2 separate regions of the Rattus norvegicus genome follow, and region 1 is linked to region 2. Evidence: chromatin contacts called from public Hi-C data. All regions are on one chromosome and are shown on one strand. The core of a region is the stretch at or near the end of the contact, and the rest is flanking DNA. Distances in the headings are between cores, read along the strand shown.

What was found. A called contact is a pair of places that touch in the nucleus more often than the background predicts.
Region 1: a Hi-C map of mammary epithelial cells shows a contact between it and region 2, with 2.2 times the contacts expected there. The contact joins the promoter of Ppp1r2 here to the enhancer-like site in region 2. A contact is called at or near these places in 5 of 12 Hi-C or Micro-C datasets (the A7r5 cell line, Schwann cells, frontal cortex and 2 more).

What each region holds. Positions count from the first base shown.
Region 1 is chr11:82,976,249-82,979,019 of GRCr8, reverse strand. Ppp1r2 (protein phosphatase 1, regulatory (inhibitor) subunit 2) reads right to left here and starts at 1,386. Exons shown (of 6, transcript NM_138823.3): 1 at 1,131-1,386. The coding sequence starts at 1,252.
Region 2 is chr11:82,904,966-82,907,732 of GRCr8, reverse strand. No RefSeq gene overlaps it. Among named protein-coding and RNA genes, the nearest start is that of Apod, 30 kb to the left of the region's middle. Within about 2 kb of position 1,497, at least 16 of the 93 cell types and tissues checked have an H3K27ac peak or open chromatin away from gene starts, as enhancers often do.

The DNA of each region.
Region 1 (2,771 bases), core at 137-2,636, 71 kb before region 2:
ACAATGCTAAATCCTTTCCCTGTCTCTGCGGGACACAATTCTAAGTTGAATCCACAAAAGGGGTTTTCTCCAAATTTCCCATAAAATTGTTTCCAGCTAGTTACTCTAAAAATTCCAAATTAGATCCTTAATATAGGAGTGCCCTACTTCTAAAAGTCTAAGACTTCACAGCATTCTCACTGCTACCTCCACGGACTTCAGTAATCTTTCTTAAGCCTTGTTTCTGAATGCAAGAGTTCCTATTATAATTTTAGTAACTTAGACTATTCGAGGCCCCCTTAGAGTCTGACCCGGTGGTATAATTAGTTATACCCTAGACGCTGTACTACTGTCACACTATTTTCATTGAGCACTGAAGCCTGGGTAGTTTTCTCTGTAGCCAGAACACCTCTCTGTTTTTTCAGGCTGGAATATCTTTCCATTATACAAATGTACCATAATTAATATTTCACCAGTTCTCACTAATGGACCTTGGGCGGTTTCCAGGTATTTACTAATACACACAATGCTTTACGTCAATATCTCAAGTTGCTTCTCTCTGAAGAACTGCGTTTAGATATGCAAAACAGGACCCAAAACTAGATAGAAAGCACCCAAACCTCTAGCTCCAGGTACAAAAATATTTAGCAACAGTAACTTTCCATTAAATGCAGATGACTGATTTTAAAATTTTGGTTTCATTTAGTGCAGAGATAATGACAGACCAGGAACTGAGAGACGAACGCAGTAAAGTGCTTAATGGAGAAATAAATGTGTTTGTGCTTCTGGTTGTTTTTTTTAAAGTGTTGATCTCATTAGCCTGAACCTAGATTGAAATTGAAGGGCAAAAAAGAAACTCCTTTGCCTTAGAATTTTAGCTACCTTGGCTTAGGCTAGGGGCATAATAAAAGCTTAACAGTTAAAGCTTTGAAACTTCAATCTGATTCCTTAGCGTTCCGAAGGACACGAAGTTCAAAAGCCAGGCTTAAAATGTGCGTGTACTTAGAAAATAAACGAGACAAACGCCACCGCCTCTGGCGGCTCCGGTCCCACTCCACCCCGCGGCCGGAGGGGCAAGGCTAAGGCCGGCTCCCCGTAGCCGCCTGTCAGCCGGGAAGGCGAGGCTTCCAGGCCGGCCTCCCGGCTCTCACCTCAGCTCCTCTTCGACGGTCCGGCGGGGCTGTTCGGCCGAGGCCACCACCGAGGAAGTCGTAGAGGTCTTGTTCTTCAGGATTCCCTTGATGGGCCGGTGCGAGGCCGTCGAGGCCGCCATTGCCGGTCGCTCCGGCTGCTGGCTCAGGGTCGCTGCTGGCGTGGGGTCCCGGAGGAGAAGGGGTGGGCACTGCAGAGACCCTCCAGGCAGCCGTGGAGCCCAGGCCGGGCTAAAGCAGTCGCACCTGCTGTCGCGGAAACCACTACCAGCGTCTCCCGCACGACACAATGACCGCAACGCCACAGCTGACGCCGCGCGGCTGGCGGCCCTTCGCCGCCGGCAAAGCAGCCCGCGGCCCGCGGAGGAGGCCGGCCTAGTGGCCCAGCGCGGGAGCGACGCGGATGCCAAAGCCAAGCCCGGCCCGCCCTCTCGCGATATCTAGAGCGGGGCGGGGCGAGAACAAAGCCGGCCTTCTTGCCCCGCCCCTTCCCGCCCGCCCGCCCGCCCCGCCCCTCCTCTGTGTTAGGTCAGCTGAGTCCTGACCCAGCAATCGTGTCAGTGAGAGACCCGCTGTCTGCCTTAGAGATCTACTTCCTAGCACTCTCCCATCGCCGTATGAAACCTTGTTGCTATTTCTGTCTTATGACAGAAAACTGAGGCTCACGGGTGACTCACTCCACAAAGATAAGAGATGTTAGCTGACTGAACGATATAGCTCCCGTTTCTATTTAATCTTTGTAATCATCTTCTTTTTCCTTTTCTTTTCTTTTCTTTTCTTTCTTTTTTTATTTGAGACAGGTCTTTCTATGCAGACCAAGCTAGTTTCGAACTCACAGAGATCGACCTGCCTCTGCCTCCTGAGTGCTAAAGGTCTGTGCCACCACACCCAGTCCTTCGCGATTTAACTTCCTACTATAAAATCATAGAATACCAGTATTGGAATGGTCCTCAAAGATCTATTATGAAGCCACAGAATAGTCATTTTTGTGATATCACAAAAAAGCCTGCCTTGGGATAATAGAACCTCTTCTTACCATTGGAGAAGCAGACGGACAGAAAAGAGCCACCACTTCCACACAGTCCATCCATAGTATATGATGGCCACAAGGCAAAGTCGGTGTGGCACTGGAGGACCGGAGTGGTGCCCCTACAAACCAAGGATCAACAAGACATCAAAAGTCCGGGGAGCCATTTTCAACAGATCCAAATTCTCAGTGCTCTTAGAGGGAGCCAAGTCCCCTGCTCTCAATTTGGGAATTCAAGCCCCCAGTACATTTTCTGTTGCTTAAAGTTTCTCGGGTGTGAAACTTCGTTGTCCCACCTCCTTCAGCCTTCAAGTCCGTCACACAGTTGTGTTTGTTCCACTACTCTGTCCTGATCAGACCTCTCAGAAACCTATGACAGGCCAGAGCAGACTACGGCACATGGGAATGCCATTGCCATCGGATCGACCCCAGTCCTCTGGGACCTTAGACAGCTAGGTGTCTGGTAAGAAGATTGTCACAGGGATACCCACCCATACCATGAAAGGGTTATCCAGCCACAGCGATGCCAGAACTTCCTCCCTTCCCGGGCTCTGACTCAGGAAGCCTAGATGGAGGAGATTCCCAGCAACTTGTTTGCTGGGGAGAGGAAGGCA
Region 2 (2,767 bases), core at 248-2,747:
GGCAAATGGTTGAAGAGTAACTCCCAGTCAGCTCGGAGAAGGATCTCGAAGCCCGCCCCCACAGTGACACACTTCCTCCAACAAGGCCACACCCACTCCAACAAGGCCACACCTTCTAATAATGTCACTCACTGGGCCAAGTGTATTCAAACCACCACAGAGGGTAAGATATCACTCTCCTTCCACTGATAGTAGAAGTTGGAAAAGATTGACCATTCAACATGTCAGTCAGGATTTATTCAACAGGGTGATCATGAATTGCTGGGTGGAAACGCAAAGTAGTTTAACAATTCCTTCTAAAGGTAAACACACGTGAACTGTATAACATAGCAACTCTACTCCCTTGGTATTTGCCCAAGAGAAATAAAAATGTGTCTATTTAAAGATCTGTTCTGCACTATTCTTACTGATCCAAATGAGAATATCCACCAATCAGTGCCTGGATAAAACAAACAAGTTGTGTGTAACCCACCAGCAAGTGGCAAGCTTACTACCCAGTAGGAAACGGTGTTAAGGGAAGGACGTTAGCATAATAACGATTAACATCAAAAAACGTGATCGGCTGATGTTAAGGGAAAAGACAACACAGATGAGCTTACAGTTTGTAATGATGTTCTAGAAAAGTCCAAATGGTAGGAATCAAACACACGTGTGGTTGTGGAATGACCAAAGATGGAGAGGGGCCCCGAGGCAGGAAGGTGACATTTAGAATGACTGAGACACTACACTGGTCATGCTTTTGGCCCCTGTGTGAACACATTTTGTCTTTAAAGTGGGTGCATCTTATGCTGTGTAAATAACGCCTCCCTCTGTAAAGTTGATCACCCATGTTTCTGTGTGACGCCCGTCGTCTATCTCAACTCTGGCTGTGCAGTTCATCTTGAAATCTGGTAAATATAAACTGTCCAGCTTGGTCCCTTTTTTCAAAATTATTTTAATTATTTGTGATATCTAGCAAGCACTGAGGTGCTTGTTACTTAACAATTTTTTTTCTTTTTTTCGGAGCTGGGGACCGAACCCAGTTACTTAACAATTTTAACCAAAAAGATAAACAAAACAAACAGCAACAAAACCTAAAAAGTAAGAAACAAACAAACAAACAAACAGAAAGCCCTTTAGGATTTTGAAGTTGTGTCAACCTATAGGTGGATTTTGGGGAGAACCTCCTGATGAGAGCTCATGAGACCTACTGAACTCCGTCACCGTCACCGTCACCGGCAAGCATCCTTTGGCCTGCAGCCGGGGCCAGCAGCCCCTTCCTCCCTGCTTTGGGGACAGGAGCGCAGGACTTGCTGAGAAGCTGCCCCATTAGAAGAGGGTGTTTGGGTCGGCGGCTTTCACCGCCACCTTCCTACCGGGACCACACTGCCCTGCTGTAGATGTCCCGAGACTGTTTTCATTTGCCCTTCGGAACTCTCTCTCCCAAGTTTTTCCGTGTCCTGTGGCAAAAACTGGTTGCTCAGCTCTCCAGCATCTGCCTGCGCCACCCAGAGGCTCCCTGCGGTACATGGCGCCACCCAGCGGTCTCAGCTCTTGAGGACCCGGCTTTTCTAACGCAGCCCAAGCTTCTTTGAAAACTTTTTTTTTTTTTTTAAGTTTTCTCCTTGTTAAAACAAAGAACTTTCAAATTTGTGGTAACGTCAAATATCTAGCAAGCACTGAGGAGAAACGATTTCCCTAAGAATCCAGTCGGTTCTTACAGTAAAACGTGATTCCACGCTTTTTTACAATTACATTTGAGGGTCTGTCCCCCACTCCACCTCACCCCCATCTCCTCCATGCTACCCCACCCTGAGCTCCCTTTACACTCCCCCATTCCTCCATACTCCCTCCACCTCATTTCACTCCCTCGGGTTCGCATTTCCACATTTCCTCCATCCCTCCCTATTTCCCTTATTCCCTCCATTGCTTCCCGGAACAATAGTATCTTAAGTTTGGAGTGTTATCCTTGCTTGTGGACATTTTTGTCTAAATGTTTGAGCTGGAAAACAAAAGCTAGCATTGATTTACATGCTTTAAACTTCGTGGGAATTGTGACATTCTGACTGTATCTTTCTATAACACCCATATTTTAGATTTACCCCTTCTGAAGGTCTACAATGTGTTTACTCATACTCTGTGACAGTTGGTTAACTTGTATCAGCTTTCCCTACTGGAGACATTGTTGCAATGATTTCTCTGTCATAACTCGAGGGTCAGGAGCTATACAGATAATGGCTAAGTGAGTTTATCTTCTTGGCACAAGTACTTTCAGACCATCTGGCTATGCAATGCCTGTGGCCATCTAATGTTATCCTATCCATCCATAAATAAGTTCTCCCCAGGGTGCCCTATTTCTAAAACACCAGTTATGTACTTATGGGATAGCTCCTATATGTGACAGGCACCATGACCATAGAGAAACATGGCAGTCCTTTACCCCTGAGGAACTGAAAAGGTAGAAGGTAACTGAGGGGTGGAGTAGAGTCTGCAAACAAGTGTCCATGCTGAGCCTCCATAGTGACTTATCAATGTCCTATGTGGGATGCTTGCTCTGCTACTTGGAAAAGGAAGCAGGAAGTGAGACATGAAGGCCATATATTACAGGCCAGATAACATCTTCCCTTTAGGGATCACTGCCCCAGCATGGGCATTATTTATACCTAGTGCTTCATAGCTCATTGCCTGATTTGAACATGTATTCCCGTGCATTCCCCTCCCCCTCTCTCTCCCTCCTTGTCCTTCTCCCTCTCCCTCACTCTGACTTACTTTCACTCTCTTTTGAGTG